2 separate regions of the Mus musculus genome follow, and region 1 is linked to region 2. The links are chromatin contacts, called in public HiChIP or PLAC-seq maps. All regions are on one chromosome and are shown on one strand. The core of a region is the stretch at or near the end of the contact, and the rest is flanking DNA. Distances in the headings are between cores, read along the strand shown.

What was found. HiChIP or PLAC-seq counts read pairs in DNA pulled down with a chosen protein or histone mark.
Region 1: an H3K27ac HiChIP or PLAC-seq map of microglia shows a contact between it and region 2, with 6 times the contacts expected there. The contact joins the promoter of Hsd3b7 here to the promoter of Zfp747 in region 2. A contact is called at or near these places in 2 of 115 datasets of contacts at active chromatin or transcription factors (bone marrow-derived macrophages and microglia).

Annotation. Positions count from the first base shown.
Region 1 is chr7:127,797,549-127,802,916 of GRCm38.p6, reverse strand. It overlaps Hsd3b7 (hydroxy-delta-5-steroid dehydrogenase, 3 beta- and steroid delta-isomerase 7), which reads right to left and starts at 2,308. Exons shown (of 7, transcript NM_133943.2): 1 at 2,203-2,308; 2 at 1,671-1,842; 3 at 1,301-1,456; 4 at 975-1,083; 5 at 804-903; 6 at 519-681; 7 at 1-131. The coding sequence starts at 1,836. It overlaps Setd1a (SET domain containing 1A), which reads right to left. Exons shown (of 19, transcript NM_178029.3): 17 at 5,194-5,313; 18 at 3,689-3,826; 19 at 2,795-3,611. The coding sequence ends at 3,438.
Region 2 is chr7:127,373,193-127,379,477 of GRCm38.p6, reverse strand. It overlaps Zfp747 (zinc finger protein 747), which reads left to right and starts at 3,428. Exons shown (of 3, transcript NM_175560.3): 1 at 3,428-3,835; 2 at 3,976-4,089; 3 at 4,780-6,285. The coding sequence starts at 3,652. The coding sequence ends at 5,750.

The sequences.
Region 1 (5,368 bases), core at 1,059-3,558, 420 kb before region 2:
AAACTCCATGTTGAAGTCCTCGTAGCTTTTATAAGGTGACTTATCATAGCAGAAATACACCTGGCCACCCATGAGTGCTGCCCGCTGCTCCAGCTCCCGGGCCACCAGTATGTGCATCCAAGCAACATTGCCTGCCAGCAGGGAGGGAGGGAGGGAGAGAAGCTGGCCTTGGCCCCGTGTAGATCTTGCCCACACCTCTCTACTGTCTGATTAATCAAAGTTGCCCTTCTCCAAGGCCCCGTAGCCACCAGCCCTCCTGGGCATCCTGCAGCTACTTGGATCCCGTGTAGATGCTTTCTCCCTTTCTCTGGAGAGCTGTCGCTCCTGTTGCTCATCATAACCTACGCCATGTTCTTATGTCAGCCCTCCCAACTGCTTGGATGCTTTCCCCGTTTTTCAACTCATGCAGAAAATGCCCACATGCCACTGTCTGCCTGAGCTCGCGTGGAGCCAGGCGTACACGCGTGACTCTGCCACCATCAGAGCCACTCCTCGAGCCCTGCTGTCCCTGTCCTTACCAACATAGACCCGACCGTGCTCCACAGAAGCTGGGACGGCCCGAAATAGACGACCTCCAAAGCGCAGTCCCTGGTAGTAGAAGTCTCTCATGACCTGATGACCTTCACCATAAATGCCCGTGGGTCGAAGGGCACATGTCACCAGGGGTAGCCCTCCATTGACCTGGTGGCAGAGGGGAATTTTGAAGTGTACCCACCCTCTCCACCGTGGGCTGGAGATGGATGCAAAGAAGCCTGGGACTCAGGCTCTGCCCCTGCAGCTCAAGTCCCATCTTTGCAGTGTACCTTCCTTCCATTGGCCTCGAGGACCAGCTGCTCAGCAAGGGCTTTACTGCATGGGTAGGGATGGCTGTGGACTGCCTCATATGGGGTATCTTCATTGCCCCTGGAGAGGGGAGAAAGAAGACTGAGTGCTGGAGGGAAATGGGCTCTAAGATTAAGTGGGGCTGAGCTCACCTGTAGAAGGGGTGGCCCTTGATGTTAGGCCCCACCACTTCCATGCTGCTCGTGTAGACCAGGTACTGAGTGCCAGTCTGCACACAAGCATCAATCACATTCTGTGTGCCTATGGAGGAAAGGGACAGACGCAAGCTGTGTCTTCCCGCCTCTCACTCCTTCTGCCCCCCCCCCCCCCCCAGTGTCCAAGGAGAACCGCATCAGGTCAGGACAGGGTTCGACAGCAGTAAATGGACAAGGTTATCAAAAAGGACAGGCCCTCCCATAAAAATCACTGGTCAGAGGCAGGCCACACACTAGGGGCCAACAGGTAGGTAGCAGCTCACCCTGCACGTTGACTTTGTGGATGGTCTTTGGACTGGCCTTCCCAAACACATCCACCAACCCAGCTGTATGGATGACCACATGTGATCCAGACATGGCTGCTGCCACCTCATGGGCCTGAGTCACATCCCCCTGGATGGCAGTCACCTGCACAGGCCCTGGTGGAGACCCGAGGCAGTGTCAGAGCTGGGGCCTTAGCCAGCTGCTGAGTTTGGCCTGTCCACACCCTGGAAGCCACATGAACCAATGACTCACCCGGCCCCTCTGTCTGGTGGAGAACAAACAGGAATCATCTTTTCCATAAGCTGAGGTATCCCAGTCTGGGAAGGGATGGGGCCTCCCTACCTCCTGCTACTGCCCCACTCCAGTCACCTGCTTTCAGCTCCTCCAGCCAAGAACTCAGGTGCAGGTCAAAGACACGCAGCTCCCGGAGCCTGGGCTCCCGTTCCAGCAGCATCCGAACAATATGTTCCCCCAGGAAGCCGCAGCCACCTGTGACCAGGTATACCAGTGTTGGCACCTGTGCAGAGTCTGCCATGCCCAGCTGTGGGAAGAGAATTTAGCTCACTAGAATTGCCTGGTAGCACCTGCTCCAACCATGTGTTCTTCATAGAAGGGATCATTAGGTGGGAGCAGTGTGGGTGGAGAGGCTGAGTAGCAGGGGTGGGTTGCAGTTTTCTGTGCCTGTAGCACTAAGGCTCCCTGCCCTCTGACCCTAACTGCTGAGTCACTAGAATTGGATGCAGAATGGGAGGGATTGAGGCGGGTGGGGGGAAAAAAAAAAAAAAAAAAAAAGACTAGATTACTAAAGGACAGGCAGAGAAAGCAAGGAGTTGAATAGGGAGGTTGGAAGGGCGCAGGCTAAAAGGCAGGCCAGCTGGGCCTCAGTATCAGCTCTGCCTACCTGTAGTAAGTCCCAGGGCGCACAAACTGGCCACTGGAGGAGGTTGTGTCCTGGACTGGTGGACCAGCTAGATGTACATAGGCTTCCTTCCTTCCGCTCGCTCCTCCCTCCTGACCCATTCCAGGAAGGAGACCAGCCTAGCCTCCACCCCTAGGGGCGGGCAAGGGGGTTTGGAGGGAATTTTCTTGCCAGAGTGCCCCCTGGTGGCCAGTCCACTCTTCAGTGGCAGGCAAAGGACAGAACCTGCCCATTTGGTAGTGTATTTCAGGATAATAGGGTAGGGAAGGGATGCCCCCATCACTGATATGTTTGTCCCTCCTGCTGGGTCTCCCAGTAGGCTGAAGGCCCAGCACCAGCTATGGTTCTGGGAGGGAGAGCAGGGTAAACCTGATCTTGACATAATTCTGGCTAGCATCCATAGTGAGACAGATCTGGCATGTTTGTTGTATCTAGGTGGTTGGTCCAAAGCAGCACTGCGGTCTGCAGGTTGATTCACCCCAAACTCAAAGCCACCCATTCCCCCTCTCTCCTGCTTCACCCACTGTGGCAACTTGCATCCCAGTCTGCTCTTCCCAAAGATACTGACCAAGCATTTTTGTACAATAAAGTTTAATCACAATTATAAAAATGTGGTGTTGGGTTTCACTATTAACATTATGTACAATCCAGCCCAACAAGAAGGGCCTGCCCCCCACCATCCTGGCCCACTGAGCCAGAGCCCTGAGACACCAGGGTGGGAGGGTGACCCACAGGGTCTGGCAGGAACAGATGAGGCAGGGTTCCAGGCACAGAGTTCCCAGGACTAGGGGCCAAAGGCCCCCCCAGGGGGAGAACATGGCCACTGCCCCAGAGACCCCTAAACTGGGGCGGGGTGCACATAGGGCAGAAGGGGAAGTCCCCATTAACATGAAGCAAAGGGCTATGCAGCCCCCAAGAATAGCATCTATACAGGCTGGTACCCCAGGTTTCCACAGGAAACAGCTGCTGGCAGCTACAAAACATTTACAGCTTCTTCTTCGCAAAGAAAAAAAAATTAAGAGGGTGTTTGGGCATGGGGCATAGGGGAGGCAGCAGATGCCTCAAAGGACTGAGGCTCCCTTGTTGGCCTCAGTGCTCCCTATCCCACGTGAAGGTGGGGGCAGTGGGCCCTGCTGAGCCCAATAAGGCTGGGGTGCTGGGAGCTTAGGGCACCAAGGGGGAATAAATAGGGGTGAGGGCACCGGTCCTGCCCCACCTCAGTTGAGGGAGCCACGGCAACTTTCAGTGCCGCACAGACACGGAATCTTGTTGTCTTCTAGTGGGAACTTGTAGTCGTAGGTGATCTCCTCATCCACGCCGATGGGCTGCTTCGAGTAGATGACAATCTTTTTCTGAGACTCAATGGTGATCACCTTCGCATAGCAGTTGGGCTGCAGGAGGTGGGAGTGTAAGCCACAGCCCCACCTCACCCCTGCCCAGCCCAGCCCCGGCCCAGCCCTGAGCGCACCGTGCAGCAGTGGTTGATGAACCTGGCGAGGTTGCCACACTTGGTGGCATCAATGATGGTGTCGTGATCCACCCGGAAAAGGTAGCTGCTGCCAATGCCCTCCTGCACGTAGCGCTTTTCCCGCATGTCCGCTACCATCTGTGAGAGTAAGACACGCCCTAAGACTTCAGCCACTGCATGGACTAGACTTGCTCCCCTCTGGCCAAGCCACCAGTTCCTGGGCCCATGTTGACTGGGTCGGCATCTGAGTGTACCTGCTCCCACCCATTCTGATCCAAAGTCAGCAGAAGGGGACTCTGGGGAAACCAGCACTGGCTCTTCTGAGAACCTGTGTGGCCATAGTGGATGGAGTCCATAACATGCTGTGGGCCCGGGGCAGCTTCCGAAATGACAGTGGCCATGCCTTGAATTGAAGCCTTTCCTAGGACTAGCCTTCATACACAGGCACCTACTGGGCAGCTGGTGAGAGCAGATGGCAGATGGTCTGTGCCAGGACAAAGGCCTTGTGCTGCAAGGGGCAGCTATTCCCAGGAAATAGGTAATGCAATTGCCACTCTCACTAGGTGACCTCCCCCTTTGCAGAGTTCTAACCACCAGCTCTGCAGTGAGGACTCCTTCCAGGCGTCACTCTCCAGCCAAATCTACCTCCATAAGAGAGTGGGATGCCATTCCTACATCCCTAGGATCCTGAGCCTCACGTCTGTACTGAACAAATCTTGACCACACTCTGTCCCTTCTGCCCAAGCACATTCCTAGAAGCTAACGGCGAAGGCCTGAGAAAGGACTCAGCACCGTGTTTTCACCCTTCATAGCTTGGCTACCTGGCTGTCAATTACTTTGAACCCACAGGCTAGACTCCTGTCACCTCTGCTGACATTATCTTATCCATACTTTGGATCTGCCATTAAGTCCCACTGAGGCCAACCCACAGCCAGAGGGAGCTTACTAGTTTCACAACCCCTTGCTTGCACAGTTTCTAAGCCATTCTCCATCCACAAGGCCACTTTTCCAGGCTCATGTCCCTGTCACTGGCCCTGACTAGGTAACCTGAACAGATGTTTTGACCTTGTCCTCCTAAGAGAATGCAGTTTCTGAGCCTTTGCACACGCTAATCCAGGAACTAGAGCATATATACATCCTACTGCCCTGGGAACTCATTACCCTTTAGCTTTCAGGCTGAACATCACATCACCGTCTCTGGGAGGCTCTGGGTCCCCACAATACCTATCACCCTCTAGTGTCAAAGACCATCCTTTACTATTGTCCAGTGTTCCTTGGGGGAGAAGCTCTGTACAAAATATCACAATTATAAAAATGTGGCATTGGGTTTCACTATTAACATTATGTACAATCCAGCCCAACTAAAAGGCCACTGAGCCAGAGCCCCGAGACACCAGGGTGGGGTTGTGGCCCACAGGGCCTGGCAGGCACAGATGAGGCAGGTGAAATACCAGGCTACTACTGTCCAGTCAGCAACTGGCCTAGTGTTGGGAGTGGCACCTCACCTGGCGGATGTTCTGGCCAACATATTCGATCACCATCTCATCAGCGGCAATGGGTTCCATGGCAAACAGACCCCACTCATGGATACGGCTCCGGCCAAATCGGAGTTTCTTCTTCCGAAACTAGGGGACACAAGATAGCTTTAACTGCTGGATGCTCCCACAAACTTGTACCTTC
Region 2 (6,285 bases), core at 2,179-4,678:
ATGCCCCCTCTACTGGTGTGTCTGAACACAGCTACAGTGCACAGTGTATTTTATATACATAGAATAGATATTTTAAAAAACCAAAACCAAAAACCTTTGATTAAAGTGGGATGTTGGCTTTGATGGTCCTCTGCCCTGTTAAGCTTTTCTCTGACCTCTGCCCTCCAGCACCATTTCTATCCCTCCTTCTTCCTGGGAAAGACTCCTGCTCTCTGGCTCCATGACTAGAATGGAGCCCTTTTGTGATTTGTTTTCTGGCGCTCCTTGACTCCCAAGGGCTTTCATTTCCACCCTCAATTTTTCTAGTTAGAAAGCTAGCTATCAGCTTTCAGAAATAAAGTGCAGAGTGGGCCCTTTTGCTTTCCGATTTCAGCCATTTTGTGTTTCTTAACCCCTCCATTCCCACCCACAGTTTTTCCTGTTGTAAATCCATTCCCTCAAACTTTTTCCAAACAGAATATATGAAGAAGAAAAAGAAAAAGCAGAAAATCTTCTCTGGGAGCAAATCTGGGGATAATCCAGTCCTGGCAGTCCCAATAAAGTTTTTGCTGGAACGTGGAAACAAAAATATCCATTCCTTTGTCCTGCACCAGTTTCTCCACAGCATTGGGAATCAAATCCCCATTCAGCCTGGATCCATGTTGGGAATTTTAGAACTGGAATTTAGAACGGGAATTTTAGAATTTGGATACTTTGTGGGTTTTTCTTTCTTCCCTTTTCTTCCACCGTTTTAGCCCCATAACTAGATAAGGAAGAAAGAAAGGTTACAGAGATAAGAATACTTCCCTATCTAAACTCAGTTTCCAGTGACTAAATGTGTCCCATTTCTTCTCCTTGCTATGCCACTGTGCTAACATTAATTGGTATAGTTCTCATAAATTAGCCTAACTCTACAGAACATTCCTCTATGACCCAACTGTATAATCACGGGTTCAAAGTCTAAGTTTCATTGATTGCCTTTGAAGATAGCAGGTTTCTGCTGCGGAATCTACACTATCAGACATCGTGCTCTAACACAGGTTCCTTTGGTTGTCTTTTAACTATGGACTTAAGCAGTTTCTCTTTCATAACTATATTATCAACTATATTCCCAAGGTCAAGGTTTTACATTTCCGTAGTCTTTTAAATGTAATATATTCATTCTCCTAGATAGAAGGAAAAATCCCTTCTTGTTCCTTCTGCTCCAGGAAAGCTTTTGCTTTTTCCAACTTCATCTTAAAGACTGTTCATGTTGTTATCAATTCTATCTCTTTTATAAACTCATAAGCTACAGGAAACCCAATCAGATCTACCTCTCCTGGACCAAGTAGACACCATCCAGATAAGTACACCTGCCAATCAATGGCCTATGTCCTCATTTGCTACCTGTCTTAGTCAGGGTTTCTATTCCTGCACAACACATCATGCCCAAGAAGCAAGTGGGTGAGGAAAGGTTGATTCAGCTTATACTTCTAAACTGCTGTTCATCACCAAAGGGAATCAGGACAGGAGCTCACACAGGGAAGGAACTTGGAGGCAGGAGCTGATATAGAAGCCTTGGAGGGGTGCTGCTTACTGGCTTGCTCAGCTTGCTTTCTTACAGAACCCAGATCTATCAGCCCAGGGATGCCACCGCCCACAATGGGCACTTCCACCTTGATCAATAATTGAGAAATATTATTGTCAATTATGTCTTATTATGCTGGATCTCATGGAGGCATTTCCTCAAGAAATTTCCTAAGAAAAGATGTTTCTCTGCCAAATTTATTTAACTTTCATCTCTACCTGTTGTGTGTGTGTCTGTGTGTTTCAGCATCTTGTCAAGTCCAGCCATTTACTACATCCAGGACAGCTCCAGAGAAGCAACCCACCGGTGCTCCCATCTTCTTTCACAGGCACAGATGCACCTATTGGACCTGCTCCATCCTCTCTCTCCATAGATGGTTCCACAGACCCTGGACAGCAAGGAAACAGCCAACTCTGCTAAGACTGGACCGACTTCCCCATACCCATTTTCTTAGGGTTCCCAGACACATGTCACCCCAAAGTCAGCAGGAAGTAGTCAGACATCATGATAGTCAGACATCATGACAACCCTACTCCTGCTTCACCATCACCACTTTGAAAATTTCCCTTTTTTTAATTAAACCAAAATGGGGGAATGTTAACATTTCTTCTAGGCTCTGCCCTCGTTTCCTGCCAACAGCCATGACTCATTATAAAAGGGTCTGCTTGCTCCCTCCTTTTGCTCTCTTGCTCTCTAACCCTCTTCTGCTCTGTCCCTTCTCTCCCCATTCCCCTCCCCCCTCTATATGTGTTCTACTCCCTCTCTTTCTCTGTCTCTCTCTCTTTCTCTCTCAATCCCTCTATCCTTCCCCCTTCTCTCCCTCTCTCTCTGTCTCCCTGCCTCTGTCTCTATTAAGCAGTCAACTCTCCTCCCCATGCCTTAAATGAACTCTATTCTATACTGTACCATTGTGAGCTGGTCCCTCTGGAGGAATGGATGCCTGAGCATGAGCTCACAGAGGTACCCCATTCACCTACCCCACACTGTGCCTCCACCAACATATCCCTGGTTTCTTTGTCTTTTTTTATAAAGTACAAACAGCTCTGAATGATGACAAATAGGATAATATCCCTTTTGTAAGTAGGTATTTTTATATTAAAATAACAATGAGTCAGACTTAAATCCTTACTGTGAGTTGGACCTCATTCCTCCCGGGACTCTCACAAATGGCCCAGATATCTTAACTCCCTCCTATGAGTGAGGCAGAGAAATCCAGTTGGGCAGGTGTACATCTAACCTTTTAGAAGATTAGATGGTCTGGAATGTCCCAGGTGTCCTGGCTGATCAAAGATCAGCTCTGTGATCTCTGATCTGTATCAGGAGCAGTCAGTATTCCTCAACTAGTTTGAGATTTGTAGACCAAGCTGGTGGAACCACCCCAATTGGAGGCCTGCTTCATTTGATAGCTCATTAACAGGGCTGGAGAGATGGCTCAGCAGCTAAGAGCACAGACTGCTCATCCTAAAGGTTCTGAGTTCAAATCCCAGCAACCACTTGATGCCTCACAACCATCTCCTGGTGTGTCTGAAGACAGCTACAGTACTCGTTGAAATTAATTTAAAAAAAAAAAAAAAAAGCTTATTAACAGCCCTCCCTCCACAGGCTTGCTTCTAGCTCCAAGATGAACACTGACCACAAATAAAATACTAAACATCTATTCACAGGCCGCTTCCACCTAGCTGACTGTGAGAGGGGTGTGGTTCTCCTGAGACCATAAAACCCTCCCTGTTTGTGGTGCTCACAGGCAGGGTGTGTCATGTTGGCCTGCCAGCCTGGGACTTGTTCTCAGACTGGCACTTGTAGACTCTGTGGCCATTTTGGTTGAGGGCTTGATGTCATTGGTGCAGGAAGTCACGTGATACAACCCTGGGCAGGACCGCTAGGGAGCGTAGTTTTGAGACGCCGCGCCCAAGTCCACATTTTTACTCGGTCTTCCGGAAATCTCCGCTGTGCTCCTATCAGTTTTCACTTTTTCCCTACGTTAAGGTGCACACGGACCTGGTTCCTGTCCTTTTTCAGCCCTGGTACCCGAAAACGGACACGTTGGACTGGGCAGGCAATCCCAGGAGTGCGGGGCTGACCCAGGGACTGTGCGGGGAGTCTACATGGCGCAGGTGATGGCCCCGGGAAGGGCCTCGGTACCGCCTGTGTTCTGTAAACCTGGGACTGTGAGCTTCGCGGACGTGGCCGTGTACTTCTCCCCGGAGGAGTGGAGGTATCTGCGGCCGGCGCAGAGAGCCCTGTACCGAGAGGTGATGCGCGAGACCTACGGTCTCCTGACCTATCTCGGTGAGAACCTTCCTGGCCGCCGTGGTCGCGATGCCTGTGACACCGTGGGTCCTGCGTGGCAGCAGAGAGACCTGGGCACGGGCGGTCGGAACCAACTGGGTCGTCCTCCTGACTAGTGGGTTTGCTATCTTTCCCTACAGACGTCGGATGCGCCAAACCAGCGCTCATCAGCTGGGTGGAGGAAGAGTCCGAAGTGTGGGGACCCGGTGCCCAGGATCCAGAGGTGGCCATGTGCAGGACAGAAGTCCACTCAGGTGAAGGACTGGGTACTTGCCTGGGGAAACTTCTGTGTTGCCAGCCTGTGTGGTGTCTTCTAGTGACTGCACTTACTGCCTGGCAGTTTCTTCCCTGTTTTTGTTTCTTGGCCAAAGCCATGATGGCTGGCCCCTGGATTCATCTAGAAAGGGGCTGTGATTGTTCTGTCCAGTGCTCTCACCTCGTATATACAGGGCCACTAGGCTGTACGGGTTGTAGCCCCTCGTTCCCACTCCTCTGCTGCCATCACTGTGGCTGCCTTCTGGAGTCTCCTTTAGCTCTTGCTTTCCACCTCTGAGAAGTGCTTAGCTTACTGCACTTGGGAATTGGGACCACACAGACACCTTTCTTTTCTTTTCAATTCTTTTCCTTTATTTTTTATTTTTTATTTTTTTAGAGGGTTTCTCTGTGTAGCCCTGGCTGTCCTGGAACTCACTCTGTAGACCAGGCTGGCCTCGAACTCAGAAATCTGCCTGCCTCTGCCTCCCAAGTGCTGGGATTAAAGGTGTGCGCCACCAAGCCGAGGCCCAGACCCCTTTCTTTATGCTGCATTTGGACATCTGCACACTGCACATGCTCAGATGCTGTGACATCTCCACTCCTGTGTCCAGTCTGTCCCCTTGTGGGGCTGTGGAAATTAAGGGGCAGTAGAAGTCAGAGTCTGAGCTTTTTTCATGGTCTCCCAGCAGATTGCAGGCACGAGAAGGAAAGGAAGAGACCAAGAGAAGAGACTGAAGCAATGCAGAAGACATTTTCTCCAGAACCTGGGCAGAAGGAGCCACAACTCTCATTTGCTGTCTCCGCTAGTGGAATTCAAGCCACGGTCCTAAGGGCAGACAAGCGTCACGGGTGCCATTTGTGTGGGAAGAGTTTTGCCCGGCGGTCCACGTTGGAGGCACACATGTACACTCACACAGGTGAAAAGCCGTTTCAGTGCCCAGACTGCAACAAACGATTTGGCCGGTATTCTTCCCTGAGCACTCACCGAGCCATACACCGAGGGGAACGGCCGCACCAATGTCCTGACTGTGGGAAGGGTTTTACCCAGCGGTGCACTTTGGTGGCACACATGTACTCTCACACAGGTGAAAAGCCGTTTCAGTGCCCAGACTGCAACAAATGCTTCGGCAGGTATTCCTCCCTGAGCATGCACCGAGCCATACACCGAGGGGAACGGCCACACCAGTGTCCTGACTGTGGGAAGGGTTTTACCCAGCGGTGCGCATTGGTGGAGCACATGTACTCTCACACAGGCGAAAAGTCATTCAATTGCCCTGATTGCTGCAAGTCCTTTGGTCGGCCATCTTCCCTGAGCAGGCACCGGGCCATACACCTCGAGGAGCGGCCTCATCGCTGCTCTCACTGTGGCAAGACTTTTACACAGCGCTCTTCACTCACCAGCCATCTCCGTGTCCACACTGGGGAGAAGCCTTACTGTTGTGCTGATTGTGGACGCTGCTTCAGCCAGCGCTCTAGGCTCCATGAGCACCAGCGAGTGGTACACAGCGGTGTGACCCCCTTTTCTTGCACTCACTGTGGCAGTGCCTTTGCGGATTCCAAATATCTTCGGCGCCACATGCGCATCCATACAGGTGAGAAGCCTTATTCATGCCCTGACTGGTCGCTGCTTTCGCCAGGGCACCGAAATTCCAGCCCATAGGAGGACCCACACTGGCGAGCGTCCTTACCCCTGCCCTCAATGTGGCAGGCAGTTTCGCACAAAGTCAGCTATGACAAGCTACCAGTGGGTCCTTAGACCAGGATTAAAGGCCATAAGGACAAAAAAGCCAGTCAGTTATCTATATCCCTGGACCCTAGACAAGAGGACCCGGATCCACCTGTGGGCTTCTAGCATTACCCAGAGTTATTCCAAAAGTGCGGGTGATGGTCTTAAAGGCGCCAACATAGAGGGTGAAATATGTACATTGTTTGAGGCCCAGAGGATTGAACCTATGGCATCTTCCTGAAGTCACAGACGTTCTAGGTACTGCTGGTCTGGGCACCGGGTACAGTCTTCTAGGAGGTTTCCAGATGCATCTGCACACACTCCGGATGTACTGTCGTCTTGGCGTCTATTGGGCTGGGCTGGGCTGGGCAACCCCACTAGAGCTCCATGAGAAGCGAGGGCCTTTTCCTGGCTCAGAAGTATTGAGAAGCCTGAGGATGAAGAGAGCCTCGTTGAAGTCATTGTGTCT